Linked DNA regions of Gossypium arboreum: region 2 is linked to region 1. The links are chromatin contacts, called in public Hi-C maps. All regions are on one chromosome and are shown on one strand. The core of a region is the stretch at or near the end of the contact, and the rest is flanking DNA. Distances in the headings are between cores, read along the strand shown.

Evidence for each region. A called contact is a pair of places that touch in the nucleus more often than the background predicts.
Region 2: a contact with region 1 is called in a Hi-C map of leaf, with 2.5 times the contacts expected there. The contact joins the promoter of LOC108486226 here to the enhancer-like site in region 1. A contact is called at or near these places in 2 of 5 Hi-C or Micro-C datasets (both in leaf).

What each region holds. Positions count from the first base shown.
Region 1 is chr6:15,126,277-15,134,180 of ASM2569848v2, forward strand. No RefSeq gene overlaps it. Among protein-coding and RNA genes, the nearest start is that of LOC108484737, 39 kb to the left of the region's middle. Within about 2 kb of position 5,100, at least 2 of the 2 cell types and tissues checked have an H3K27ac peak or open chromatin away from gene starts, as enhancers often do. A contact at or near this core is called in leaf, where this site is marked.
Region 2 is chr6:15,364,602-15,372,505 of ASM2569848v2, forward strand. LOC108486226 (DExH-box ATP-dependent RNA helicase DExH9) reads left to right here and starts at 4,366. Exons shown (of 14, transcript XM_017790148.2): 1 at 4,366-5,107; 2 at 5,189-5,389; 3 at 5,479-5,697; 4 at 6,522-6,860; 5 at 7,280-7,384. The coding sequence starts at 4,835.

The DNA of each region.
Region 1 (7,904 bases), core at 3,850-6,349:
GCAGAAAAGATACGTTCCGTTCCTTTAGTGAATATCTCACAGCCAGATGAGGTAGTGTAGAGAGGTGACATTTTGGGAACTTATACAGTTAAAAGTGGGTATAAATGGCTAATTATAGAATAACATAATTTGCTAGGCAATAGTGACATAATTTAGAATGTAAATGCGAAAAATTACTTTACAACTATATGGAACCTTAAGATACCCAGCAAAATGCATATAAATCTCTAGACAATAACTAACAATTTCCTACCTACCCTAAGTAATCTAAAGTACAAAAGACTAAGAGCTAAGGCGGTCTGTCTAATCTGCAATGAAGAAGAAAAAATAGTGGCTCATCGTTTTCGAGATTGCAAGCTGACAAAACAAGTCCTTCAAGAGACTGGGGTGGTTTTCTAGAGCACAAACACAGAGCAAAATTGGAAATATTGGTTAGTAACAGAATTTTCTTACAAAAGAATTGAAGATTGTATAAACATTGCTACAGAATTCTGGGCAGTATGGTTTAGCAGAAACAAGTTTGTACACAAAAGGGTAAAAGACACGACACAGAATATAGTGGGATTCATCAAGCCTTATTTAACAGATATAATGCAGATGGAAGAAATGGCAGGGTTTAATCACATGAAAGAAAATGAGACATGGGTTCCCCTAGAAGGCAAATTAGTGAAAGCCAATTTTGATGTATCTTTTCAGCAACAACAAAAAAAGGCAATTGGGGGAATTATTATAAGCAATATTGAGGGGTTAGTAACGGGAGCTTGTTCTTATCCGTGGGAAAACGTTTGGGATCTTAACATTGTTGAGGCTTGCGCCTATCTTAGGCCGTTGTTTTTGCAGAGGAACTAGGCTCTCGGGATGTAAGAGTGGAGGGTGATGCACTTCCGGTTATAAAGAAATTGCTTTTAGAAGGTAATGATAGATCAAAGATTGCAAACATAACAAAAGAGATTAAATCAAGAACCCCAAGATTTCGAAGCTTATCGTTTCAACATGTCCCTTGATCAGCAAACGGCGTAGCCCATGGATTGGCAATATGGGGTCGCAATTATGATTTCTCGACTTATGATGAAGTAAGAAAATTTGAGCAAAAAGAGTTAAGAGAAGGAGAGAAGATCCAAAAAGAAGATGAAATTTCAGAGAAGAAAGAGCATAAAATTCTTGTGTATTTCCATAACTGTCTCACCCTTCATGCTAATTGGTTCATAAAGGGTGGGTAACGGGTAGATTTTGACAGGCTGTTTAAAACAGAATTGACTCAAATGCACCGTATCACTAATATTGCTAAACTCCCCATTTTCGGCACTTAGTTGAATACCTTCCCTTACATGCACCGTTTTCATTAAAACCAACGTTTAAAACTAAACACAATAACATAATTATAAAAGCAGTGAACGTTTCTCCCACATCAAGTAGTCCCTTCCCGAGCACGATCCTTGACCTCAAGGATCAAATGATGGAAATTTCTTCTGTAGCTCATTTAGACGTTTCCAAGTGGAATCCTCAGGGAAGGTGTTTGACCATTCAACTAACACTTCTTTAGCCGCATGATTTCCTTTTTTCACCATCCTACGATCCAAAATGCAAACTGGTAACTTAAGGAACTTTCTTTCAACATCTACAGGAGGTAATGTAGGGGAACAAGGAGCAGACCCAATGTGTTTCTTAAGTTGGGATACGTGAAAAGTAGAGTGAATCCGAGCATCCGTAGGCAGACTTAATTTGTATGCTACCTTTCCTCTCTTAGCTGCAAGTGGATAAGGTCCAAAATAATGATAAGATACTTTCTTATTACCCCATTTTCTGATTGAATGTTGACGGTAAGGTTGGAATTTCAAGTAAACTAAGTCACCCACCTGAAACTCCCACTCTGATTGCCTCTTATCAGCCAACTGCTTCGCTGAGCTCTTTGCAAATGAAATCTCATCATGTGTCTAGTTGCCTCACGATGTTGTAACCCCCGATTAACAGTAGTCATCAAAGAAGAAACAGCTAAATAAGATATGTGATGGGGGGTTCCTGGCTATAGAAAGCCTCATAAGGGGTGTGTTGGATAGTCGTCTGAAAGGTAGTATTATACCACTATTCTGCTAATGGTAGCCATAAAACCCGTTCGAAGGGCCATTCCCCTGACATACACCTCAAGTACCCTTCTAAGCACCGATTTAACACCTTCGTTTGACCATCGGTCTAGGGGTGATACGCAGTGGAAAAGTGTAGCTTAACCCCTAGGTGTTTGAATAAGGCTTGCCAGAAGGAGCTGATGAAAATTTTATCACGATCATATTTGAGACATTTAGGGACTTCATGAAACATGTATATTTGGTCCAAATATAATTGAGCCACAATAATAGCAGTAAAAAGGTGAGACATTGCTAAAAAATGTCCATATTTGGTGAGTCTATCCATCACAACAAGGATAGTGTGTTTTCCCTTAGATACAGGCAGTCCTTCAAAATCTAAGCTGAATGCAGCCCATGCTCGATCAAGAATAGGGAGAGGCTAAAGCAAACCTGGATATGCTAATGAATCATACTTATATCTCTGACAAACCCCACATTCTCGTTCCCACTACTTTACATCCTTTGAGAGGCCCTTCCCATATAACAGACTTGAAATTCTATGTTTGGTGGCATTGACCCCAAAGTGTCCTCCAACAACTTCACTATGGAACATATCAAATATCTTCTTTCTGAGTTCCAAATTGTTCCCTATCACTGCTTTGCCCTTCCTTCGCAAAATTTTCCCATCCCATGACTATTTGGAGTGGAGTTGAGGGGCCTACTATAAGTCCAAACAAATCTGCTGCAACCGAGTGTCAGTGAAACCAGCATCCAAAATTTAACCCCAAGTCTCAGACCAGGAAACACTTGTAATGCATTGGAACATTTGACCTTCATGGGAATGGTCGCGTCATGAAAGTGCCTCAGCTACCACGTTCTGTCCTCCTTGTCTGTAAGATATGGTGTAGTCATAGTCAAGCATTTTAGCCACCCACTTTTGCTGATAAAGGGTTATGGCCTGCCTGTCCGAGCGAAACCTCAAGCTGTAGTGATCGATTTTATTGTGAAAATGCCTCCCTATCAAATGAGGATGCCACTTTTTGCAAGGTAGCAAGACTGCCAGCATCTCCCTGTCATAAATAGACAAGGCTTGTTGCCTAACCCTTTACTGGAATAGGCAATAGGATGACTCTTTTGTTGTAAGACAAACCCTATCCCCTGACCACAGGCATCTGCTTTAACATAGAATTCCTCATCAAAATTTGGGAGGATCAAAACCGGTGCTTGGGTGATTGCTGCTTTGAGCTAATCAAAAGATGTCTCAGCATTATCAGACCACTGCCAAAGTACCTCATTCTTTAGCAAACATGTTAACGGTTTGGCTATGACTCCATAATGTCTTAAAAATCTTCTATAATTTCCTGATAGGCCCAAAAAAACCCCATGGATCCTTGACTGAAGTTGGAGAAGGCCATTGAAGAACTCCTTTAATTTTTGTAAGATCCATTTAAACTGCTCCTGCAGAAATGATATGTCCCAAGTATTCCACCTGAGTAGTACCAAAGGAACATTTGCCTTTCTTAGCAAATAGCTGGTGTTGCCTCAGGATGCTCAAAACTTCCTTCAAATGCCACAAATGCTTAATCCAATTGGTTGAATAAACCAAAATTTCATAAAAAAACTAATATTAACTTCCTCAATAAGGGCTTAAAAACACTGTTTATTAGGGATAAAAGCTAGAGGGTGCGTTTGTCAAGCCAAATGGCACGACTAAGAATTCATAGTAACCCTCATGAGTGTGAAACGCAGTCTTATGAATGTCATCCTCCCACATGCAAATTTGGTGATTGCCCAAACAGAAATCCAATTTGGAAAAATAAGAAGCTTGCCCCAGTTCATCAAGTAACTCCTCAATAACAAGAATTTGAAATTTGTCCTTTACAGTTAGCTGATTAAGCTGTCTATAATCCACACATAAACACCAACTTCCATTTTTTTATACCATAACAATGGGTGAAGCAAATGAACTGTTGCTATCCCTCACGATTCCAGCTTACTACATTTTTTGGAAAAGTCTTTTGATCTCATTTTTTTGAACTGCAGGGTACCTTTAGGGTTTAACCTTGATCACCTAAGACTCATAATGCAAGGGAATTCTATGGTCCTGAATTCGAACAGCAGGAAGTCCCTTAGGAACTTGAAAACATCATCAAATTCAACTAAAATCAACACAATGTCCTAATGCAAAGACTAAGATGGTAAGGACAACGCAGCTTGAGCAGTAATAGCAAGTAACATAGGACTACGGCCTTGGCCTAGCAAACTGAAACACATGGAAAATTGAGTGCACAATATCAAGTGAAGCTAGCCAAGAAGAATTCCTTGAAGACCAAATGTCTGTTGTGAATGCTTGAACTTCATTGTCAGAGACAAAAGAAATTCTATACAATCGATCCTAGGGATAAAAGCCAGTGAATTCTAAGAACTAAATCACACCCTTTGATACATAAAACCATGAAGTCAGTGGAAAATGTAGACCCTTGTGCCTCCCAAACCACAGATCGACAGATACCTTGAGTTGCTAAATGGATCCCATTAGCAACCATGACTTTGAGTTTACAAGAAGGTTCCACTGGAAGATACAACCTCTTGACCATTCGAGAATCGATAAAATTGTGCATGCTCCCCGAGTCAACAAGAATAATAACTTCCATCTGTCTAATACAAGCTGCTAAACGCATGGTGTTAGGACCCTGAGATCCGTTGAGAGCATGTAAGGATACTACTGGTGCCGTAGAGTCAACTTCACCTTCTAAGGTGTCCAATTTTTCAGGGCAGTCTTGGAAATCCTCTAAAAAAGGACTGATTAACTCAATGGATGGTTCGTTTGAAGACTCGATCACCAATTGGTATAATTGGGATTTGACACACTTGTGTCCTGGAGTATACTTCGAAGCACACCAAAAATAGAGTCCATTTTTTCCTTCTATCACCCATTTCAGACTGAGAGAGGGCCTTAAGGGGGGGCGGTGGGGTTTTGGTACTATGTAAATTAGGAGTTGGCTCCTGGTTACCATAGCATTTCCAAGACTGTAGACACCCATTTTTGTCCAAGCCCGATTAGGGCCCCATTTAAAATTTTATTTTTTCTTAGGCCGTTCAAAGCCTACCTGATTTTAGATTTGAGATTTTTATTTTTTATTTTCTTTTTATTTTCTTTCTTTTTTGACCTATCAAAGGTCCAAATTATTATTATCATCACTATTACAACTATTATTATTAGTAAATATTATTATTATTAACATTTTTTAAAAATAAGCAAGATTAAAAAATAATATATAAACATGAAATGAAATGAAAAAAAATGAGGCTTTTCATTATTTTTGTCTTAAAAGGAAAGGTAAAAAAAGAAAAACACAACAACTTCAAGCATTCTATTTTTTTTTCTTTTCTTCTATTTTTTTTTGACATAGGCATGTCATGAGGGATCGGATTTTGGATTCCAATGAATGGGACGTCACCGGATAGTTGGTCCTCCGTCCCTAGGAGCCCTCAAAAACCTCGTTTTTCTCTCCCCTTTCTAAAAGAAAGGTTTCTTTCTTTCTTTTTTTTTAAATTTAAAAAAAAGGCCTAATTTTGGGAAAAGTTTTGATTTTTTTTACAAAGAGAAAGTTTAGATTTTAATAAATAAAAATCTGTATTTTTTAGTTATTTTAAATGAAATTTTAAATTTTTAAAACAAAGTTTTGATTTTTTCAACTATTTCAAGGTAAAAGCTAATCTTTAAGAAAAATAGTGTTTTTTTAAAAGAGAAAGTTTAGATTTTGAAAAATAAAAATATGTTTTTTAGTTATTTTACAGGAAAGTTTAAAATTTTAAAATAAAGTTTTGATTTTTTCAACTACTTCAAAATAAAAGCTTTAATCTTTAAGAAAAATAGTATTTTTTAATAAAAAAGGAGAAAGTTTAGATTTTGAAAAATAAAAATATATTTTTTAAGTCATTTTAGAGGAAAGTTTAAAATTTTAAAACAAAGTTTTGATTTTTTTAATTATTGCGAAATAAGGTTTTGATTTTTAGAAAATTAATTATTTTTTTCTAAATAAAACTTTGACTTTGCAAAAAATAAAAATAAAAATTCTGGCCACCGTATATGGCGGCTGCACCACCGGAGGCCGGAGAGCCCAACGACTCTCCGATGGTGGAGCCACGGCCAACATAGAAGTTGGAAGAGAAAGAGGAAGAGGTTTTTTTTTTCATTTATAGGTGCCAAAAATGTGTAATTTATTTCTACCCCCTTACTTTTTAAATTTACAAAAAATACTTCGTTTTCTATAGCAGCACCTTCGCTTTCTGACCTATTTACACCTGTAACCCTTTTATTTATTTAAACTTTCGATTCAATCTGAAATTTAAAAATTAAAAGCAAATTAATTGCTACATCAGTCATCTGTCTTCCGCATTTTTTTATCTTTTAGTCCTAAAATCAAGCTATGTCATTTTGTTTCTATCTTTAATAAATAATTTACACTTATATCTTCCTTATCACTTGCATTTATACATTATATATTTAATGTTAATTATGCACTTTATTTTAATGTTTTATATTTATTCACACTTGTGTAATTTTATTTATTCTTATTTAGTTTTATTTATTTTCATGTCTATTTATATTTTTTACACATTTTAATATTATTTATTTATGTTACTTTGATTCTTTTATTGTATTAGGAATAATGTGTATTATTGTTATTATTATTATTATAACCATCATGTTAATGTCTTATTTATTTTATTTATTTAATTTTTTTATTATTGTCATTTTGGAAGAGATTTAACTTTTATTAACTTTAGCCAATTTCATTAATTTTCCTATTTTATTACTATTCATTTTAAAAGAGGGAATTTTAGGTCATTTTTCCATCCTATAATTGTTGACATGAAGTTAGTTAAGTAGGTGTTATATTTTAATAAAACCATAAGGTTTTTACATTTAAATTTGGTTAGCCTTAAGATCTTACCTACCATTTACCTTAGAAAAATTTTAAATAATATGTAAGATATTTTTTAGGGTTTTAAATTAATTTTAAATATCGTATAGGATTAGAATCTTAAGTTAATATGCAAATATTTTTAGGACTTTATTCAAGATTAAAACTAAAGATTTTTGTAGGTGAATTGTAAATCATGAGTAGGTCTTTCTAAGTATTTTATTTTAGAAACTTTTTAAGAAAGCTAAAATGTTATTTAAGATTTATTATTTTAGAATTTTGACGAATTTAAATCTTAGATCAGAATTTTAAAGTAAGATAAATCATAAACCCGACATAGAATACTTTCGTAAGATCTTGATAGGTTCAACGATATTAATTAAATATTTTAAATAATAATAAAAATAAAAGATCGAATAAGTTGTAAATGTATTTTAATATTTCTCTTAATTCATTGGTAATTTCTAGGGTTTTTAGAATTTTAAAATAGAATTAATTTTAGGAATGAAAGGTATTTTACTAGAATTATTTAGGTATCCTTTAGGGTTTCTGTTAAAAGTAAAAACCTCTAATTTAAGTTTCAAATTAGACAAGTTTGGTGAACACATCTTAATCGAGCTACAAGTAAACCGGAGGCCTTTTTTTTTAGAGTTTTATTTAAGATTTCCATAAGATTTAAGCCTAGATTAAAACATTACTATGTTTAAATAAAAAAATCTAGCTCCTAAGACCCTGTAGGACTATCCCCGAATAGGTGTTGTGGGGATGCTATAACCTTCCCCACACGTAACCATACTCCCGAACTATCATGAGATCAAGTTTAGACTTTTAGGATTTTTCGTAGTATTAATTCTAGACTTTTAGACGATAAGTGGCTAATCAACCTAGCCCTAATTGGTTAGTGGCGACT
Region 2 (7,904 bases), core at 3,116-5,615, 240 kb after region 1:
AATTTTTTCTGAATTCGGATTTGGGGTCCCAAAACCACTGTTCCGATTTCACTGAAAACGGGATATTACATAGTTAGATAATTTTGTTGAATTAGTGTGTAATTTGAGTACAGAGACTAAATCAAATAAGTGATAAAAGTAGGAATTAATACTAAATTATAAAGTGGATTTAAGTTAAAGGGCTTATTAAGTAAATAAGCCATTATTTATATAGGTATGTGATAGTGGAAGGTTATAGTAATACTATAAGTATTATATGTTAAGTTATTATAACACTTAAATTATAATTATGTTATAATAATAATAATAATAATAATAATAATAATGATGATGATGATGATGATGTTAGATATTAGTCAGTGGATAGAAGAAAGCCAATCATATTTTCTTTTAATGTTCTTCTTTTTGAAACAAAATGAAAGGGGAAGAAGTCATGCACGGCCAATAGCTAATGTTGCATGTCTAATTTGGTTAGTAAATTTTGGTTATTTTTATATGAAATTTATGTTTTTGAAGTCTTAATCTCATGAGTTAATGTGCCCATGTTCAAATTTTTAGATTTAGTGAAGTTTGTGAATATTGTCATTGTAGGGAAATTAAGTTCTTGGTGTTATTTTGTTGGATATTAAGTTTGGTAATTAAATAGATATTTTTGTTAAATGATTCTTGATGATCTTAAAGTTTAGGGGCTTAATTATGGAAATGGTAAATTCAAGGGTTAAATTGTGAATTACTTGAAAGTATGAGTTGTTTTGGACCTTGTGGAATAATTAGTTGAAATGAGATTTTCTTGGTTTTAATTAAATAATATGATTTATAATTGAGGATTTAATTGTATTGAGTATAAATGTTGTGTGTAAATAAGTAAAAATGTAATTAAATGGTAGAATGGTTTGAATTTGAACTTGATATGGTGTTTGAATTAGTTAATAAATTAATTTATTATGTTTTGATCTTGAAACGAGTAGATTGATTGTAACTTAGGGAAAAGAGAAGGTTGAGGAATAATCTTCTTCAATTTTAGGTAAGTTTGTAGTCCCCGAACTCAAGCTTTATAAATTATTTTATCTAACTTAGTTACTACTTGATGTCTTATTATATCCTTAAAGTATTTGTTAATCCAATTGAATGGAGGTTTATGGAATGTGACATTATGGAATAAATTAATATGTGATTAGTAGATAACTGGAGTGGAAGTGTTATTAAATTATGAAATGTGATATTGAGTTATGAAAAGTAAAATTATGGACTTGTAAATGAGTAATTGACATCGTCAATTTGTTCAACTAGCGCTGGATGCAACTTCGTCAGTTTATCTAACTAGTGCTGGGCACACATTCGTTAGTTTATCCGACTAGCGCTAGGTGTAAATATCGTTAGTTTATCCAACTAGAGCTGGGCTCACTAATTATTTCATCGGTTTATCCAACTAGCGTTGGACGCAAATATCATTGGTTTATCCAACTAAAGCTGGGCTCAATAATTATTTTGTCAGTTTATCCGACTAGCACTGGGCGCAACTTCTATCAACTTATCTGATTAGTCCTAGGCACACATTTATCGGTTTATCTGACTAACACTGGGCGCAAACTCTTTCGCGGACTATCCGCTAGGCACCGGGTGCCGTGTACCAACTGGACTATACAGCAAGGTGTTATGAATTATCTAAGAAGGATGGTTATAAGTATTACTAAAGAAGCTTATATTTACTTATGTATATACATTTATTCATTAGAAGATATGATATATTCTTGAGTTAGATTATTAAAGTTGTGAAATAAATTCAAATGCTTTAGATATACTTATGGTTATTCGAATAAGTGAAGTTGCTTAATGTGGATTGGTTTATGCCATAATATAAGTAAATTGTTGACTGATATATGCAAAGCTACTCATATAGCAAGTTATGTGAATTAAGATATATGTTCAAACCAACTAAAGGTGAATACTTGTGAAAATTGAGTATAGCATGAAATAATGTGATGAAATGCATGAAATTGAAATGGTGATATATTTTAATTGTATGTTTAGATAGTAGTATGATGATATAATTCAATTTGAGCATTCATGTATCATATCATGTCTTAAAGTATTCGGATTATAGAAATATCACTGAATTTTACTCAATGTGCAATTTTGTTTTCCGTGCGCAGGTTAGGTACTCTCTTTTGATCATGGACTCAGCGTCCAACAACAACCCCGATCTCAAGTGTGGTGATGTTTAATTTTGTAATGGCATGTATCTAGGATGTCTTTGGTTGTTAGTTGTTTTGCGAATGTGATGTAAATTGAGTTATAAGTATATGTTTATGTTTGAAGCTAAATGTTAGTATGTGTTTTGACCAAAGGCTTGATTTGTGTATGAAACTTAAAGCTTGATGTCTTAAGTAGCTTTATGTTAGGCTAAATTGAGCGATCTTAGCATACTTTAAACTTTGATTTGGATGATGCATTGTTGATGTGTTTTTGATAATATAAAATGTGGTACCAATGAGGGTACATTGGCTAGGCACTTAGGATGATTGTTTTGGCATGTTTTAAGTATGTTTAATTGTATTTTGAATAGGTTAAATGATTGGTATTTGAATTGCTTAAGGCCCAACTAAGCTTGAAATGGTAAACTTGTTGTTTAAGGTACATATTAGGTCCACACAGCCAGAGACAGGGGTGTGTGAATCGACTGTGTGAGACACACGGCTTAGCAACACGGCTGTGTGTCACCTTTTGAATGCTTAAGGTGCAAGTCAGTTAGTTACATGGCCCAGCACACGGCCTGGCACATGGGCGTGTAAAGCTATTTCGAGAGTTACACAACCTGACACACAAGCGTGTGACACGGCCGTGTGACCCTACTCAGTGAGTTACACGGGTAAGGACACGAGCTGGGACACGACCGTATGTCTCTAGTTTAAAGGTTACACAGCCTGAGACACAGACGTGTGTCTCAGCCGTGTGGGCACATGGCCGTGTGAACTCTGTTTTCAATTTTTGTGAATTTTTCCAAAGCTTTCTAAATGATTTCAAATTGGTCTCGATTTGTTTCTAAAGTATTTTTAAGGCTCCGAGGGCTAGATTTATAGACAATATGTGTATGTAAGAATGGTTTAAGTTATGTTTATGATTTTTGAATGAAATTAATTATAAATGTTCTAATTGTATAGTAATGCTTGTAACCTTAATCCGTAATAGAAAGGGGTTAGGGGTGTTATAGTTTACGAAAATGAGGTTCTAAAATTGTGTTTTTCAACACCAGTAAAACTCGAGTCGTTACATATACCTTTAACCCAGCTTGGGCATGTGGTAATAAAGAAGTGACCAGAAGCCACCCATCTATAAATACCCCAAGGCACAAAATAGAAAAGGGGTACTCTTTTCTTCATTCTAAAACCCCCTATCATAATAGGCCCTCACCCCCTTTTTTATTCTACTACTTTCTGGCTCTACACCTTGTAAAGGTGAATCGACCTCCTCACCACCCCTACCTTCTCCACCCTTATTGATATTTTTTATCAACACAATTTAATAAACAAATAGACTCCATTATTTCTCTCTCTTGTAAAACCCTAACTCTCTATTTTTTCTTAATCTTTTCCATTCTCTTCAAAACCCTTTTTGCTATCTTTTACGAATATATTATTCTTCTAGTATACTAAAAAAACTAATCTTTACATAGTAATGTTACAAAAATTAATGTGTAATTTTTTTAATATGATTAGATATTTTTAGAATAAACTACATCGCAAGTCACTCTAAAACAACGTCGTTCTTATTTTGGTCACTCTAATTTTTCTTATCAATTTGGTCACTCTAATTACGATAATTGCTCGAATTGGTCACAGTCGTTAAAAATTCTTTTAATCCACTAATGAATTGATAATGTTGCATTTGTTTTTATTTTTGACTAAAATTAGAGACATTTCAATAATTAGTCCAAAACAATATTTTTTTGGGTTTATTTGCTTCCGTTCTCCATGCCTAACTTTTTATATAGGAGAGCTTTACAACTTTTGGGGAAGATTTTGATAATCTTTTGGAGTTCTATATGAATCTAAACTGGTCACCACCATCATCATTATCGAAATTCAAAAAAGAAAAAGTGAGAGAAGGTTATAATCTTTGACGAAAATGATTGTTATCAGAATTGAAAATTGGTAACAAAAAGGAGAAACTTGAAGAAGAAGAGCTTAAAAAGGTGATATAGAAAGTTATAAATTTAAACTAAAGCGACCTTCGTTGTCACCGAAACTCGAAAAAGAGCTTGTTAAACCATAAAAAGAAGAGCCTAATAAGGCAACAAAAAGGTATAAACTTAAACAAAATCAACCACTGTCTTAATAGGAACCCGAAAGAGAGATCGGTAAACTCGAAAATGAGCTTGAAAATGTGATACAAAGCTATTATGTTCTATCGAAAAATCTATCAAGAGTTCACAAAGCTGGGATTAATGAAGTTGAGAAATAAGTGTTGAATTTTAGTTGTTTTTGAAAAAGTTCATAGAGATTTCTAACTTTAGTAAAAAAAAAAAAGAAAATACCACGTTAAACAATCCATTACCGAAATAAGGAAATTTAAAAAAAATTATACAACCCTATTGCCATATAATATAAGCTATTGTTTATTAAGTTGGGATGTTTAAAATGTGAAACATAGCTCGGATGTGTTTTTCGATTGCCTAAATTATTGTGTAATTTAAAAGACTTACTCGCTCGGTCTTTTCTTTCTCTTTTTATTCGTGTTTGAGTTTGTTTGGTTTTCCCCTAAGTTGCCGCCGCTGCCGCTGGATAGAATCTTTTCTTTCCCTCTCTTCCTAAGAAGTCCTGAAGAAGATAAGTAAATGGAATCCTTGAAGAGGAAGTCAGATGAGGGTATATCCTCTGAGTCTCCTCCGCCGCCGCAGAAGAAGAAACATCACGGTGAAGACGTCTCACCGTTGGCGGAGGAAGCCGTCGGATGTGTCCATGATGTTTCATATCCTGAAGGTTATGTTCCTTCTGCTTCCTCTTTACAATTTCCAGCTGACTCTAAACCTGCCAAGGAGTTTCCTTTCACGCTTGATCCCTTTCAGTCTGAAGCTATTAACTGCCTCAATCGTGACGAATCTGTCCTTGTAAGACATTCTTTTGTTTTTCTTGTTCTTTTCTGACACAACAAAGAAAGTAGAGAAAGTGAAATGCTAGTTTCAATACAGGTATCGGCACATACATCAGCAGGCAAAACTGTAGTAGCTTTATATGCTATTGCTATGTCTTTGCGGAATAATCAGCGTGTTATATATACTTCACCTATTAAGGCTCTCAGCAATCAGAAGTATAGGGAGTTTAAAGAGGAGTTTTCCGATGTCGGTTTGATGACTGGAGATGTTACAATTGACCCTAATGCTTCTTGTTTGGTTGGTACTTTACTTGCTATCCGTCTCATATTACGTTTTCTCCTTTAGTATTTGATTTTTTCATATGTTCCCAACTGTTTGATTTTCAGGTGATGACCACGGAAATCTGGCGAAGTATGCAGTATAAAGGGTCCGAGATTGTTCGTGAGGTGGCATGGGTTGTTTTTGATGAAGTGCATTACATGCGTGATCGCGAGAGAGGTGTTGTCTGGGAAGAGAGTATTGTTATGGCACCGAAGAACTCTCGATTTGTATTTCTTTCAGCAACTGTACCTAATGCGAAGGAATTTGCTGATTGGGTGGCCAAGGTGGTTAATGTTTGCTTTAATTTATTCACCAACTTTCAACTTGAATATAATTAATCAATGCTCTTTAGCCAGCTTATCTTTTTTGAATAGCAGCAAACTTATTTTCATTTCTCTTAGTAGGGTATATTTGTAACATGTACAAGCTTGGTGTTTTGTTTATCTTTTTCCCTCCATAAATAGAAAGTAGGAAAGTTTTCTTTGAGGAACTATGAGGAGAACAGTAAAAAATAAACTACATAAAACAACCCAGCACAAATCTGAAATTCTTGATTTTAAATCTTATTATTAAAACATTATTTTAAAAAAAATTATTATAGTTAACATGATTGATGTTAGTTGCCTGTGACATATTTAGTCTTTCCATTGGTCAACCTTGATTCTACTATTTTGATCTTTGAGTTGGTAAGGTCCTGCCAGCATAGACCCTGTAGACTGGTTTGTTTGCTTTAGTCTTTTAAGAGCGGTTTTAAGCTTGTTTATGGGTGATATGTTTTTTCTCAACCCTGCTTTTTTGCAACTTTTAGTAAAGATTTAAGAAAATATATCAGAAGCATATTAACTTTGTGTTTTCATTTCCTTTGAAACATTCCTGTGTGAAATACTAGTCCTAACCCTAATGATCCCTGCTTTTGATTTTTGTGAATGGATTTTGTATCTAGAAAGTGATTATGAATCTTGAGGACATTATAAACTTCTTTGTTTTTGAGTAGGATGCTTTTGGGATCAAGCACATAGATTTCATCACTAGGTGGTTCTATAGATCATTAACTTTATAACTTGTTTAATTGTTTAAATATGTCTGCTTATTGATTCTGTGGTTGCAGGTCCACAAACAACCATGCCACATAGTTTACACCGATTATAGGCCAACCCCTCTTCAGCATTATATTTTCCCTGCTAGAGGTGATGGTCTGTTTTTGGTGGTAGATGAGAAAGGAAAATTTCGGGAGGATAGCTTTCAGAAAGCGTTAAATGCATTAGTTCCTACAAGTGAAAGTGACAAGAAAAGAAATAATGGTAAATCACAAAATGGGTTAGTGATGGGAAAAGTTAGTGAACAAAGTGACATCTTCAAGTTGGTGAAAATGATCATTCAGCGACAGTACGATCCTGTAATAATTTTTAGCTTTAGCAAAAGGGAATGTGAATTTCTTGCAATGCAGGTGGGTCTCAAAAGAACCTTTTGTTATTTTAATATGTATATTGTTGGTATAGGGAAGAAATGGGTGGATGGCATGTCTTCTTTCCTCTTACAACCCAAAAGATCCCCAACTATATTAGTATGTTTTAAAAAGAATCCTTGCTCAACATTGTGCTAGATATAATGTTGGTAAGTTAGTATTATAAATATGCTCTATAGTTATTAGACACCTACATCAAGTTTGGCTCAGTGGTTGTTGCTTATACAATAGACTGTTTTTGAGGGTCATTTCCTCCTTTTTTCTTATCCTAATTTTTTGTTTCTAAATTTCTTGATTTATTCCCTTTAGGAGCATGCGCCGGTTTTTCTATTGTTAAGTAATTTATTTATTTCTTTTTATTATCTTAATTGTCTTGTTATTTTCTTATGTTTTTAATTTAGATGGCAAAGATGGATTTAAATGATGACGATGAGAAAGGAAATATAGAAACAATCTTTTGGAGTGCCATGGATATGCTTTCTGATGATGATAAGAAGCTACCTCAGGCAAGTTGTTATTCCTGAAATCTGCAAGATGTGTTTGAATGTGAATTTAAAAATGGTTGCACTTGTAAGGTTGCAATTGAATATTTACGACTGTGTATCAAACTGTAATTTTATTATTGTTGCCTGGTTACCTCCCAAATTGATAGCTACTTGTGTTGAAATCATTGTCTTTTATTAGTTAGTTTTGACCATCAATCCTTTGAGTTATAAGCTGTTTGCAAATGTTGTATTTAATTAGAAAAAGTTCCCATTTTCTACTTTGTAATTTGTAATTAGATATAAAAAAATTGGTATCAGAATCTTGTTGCAAAATTCTGTTATCAAGCTTATTTAGAAATATATTTTTTTGAATTATCTGTGGGCTTTTACAATCGCTCTTGAATACTGTGCTGCTGTGTGGAGCATTTACATTCCCATGTGATGGAAGCAATTTGAAAATTTGTTTTGGTTTTGATTGATTGATTTTTTAAAGTGTTGGTGTTAAACATGTTTTATGGTTTTCTGAAAAAAAAAAAAAAAG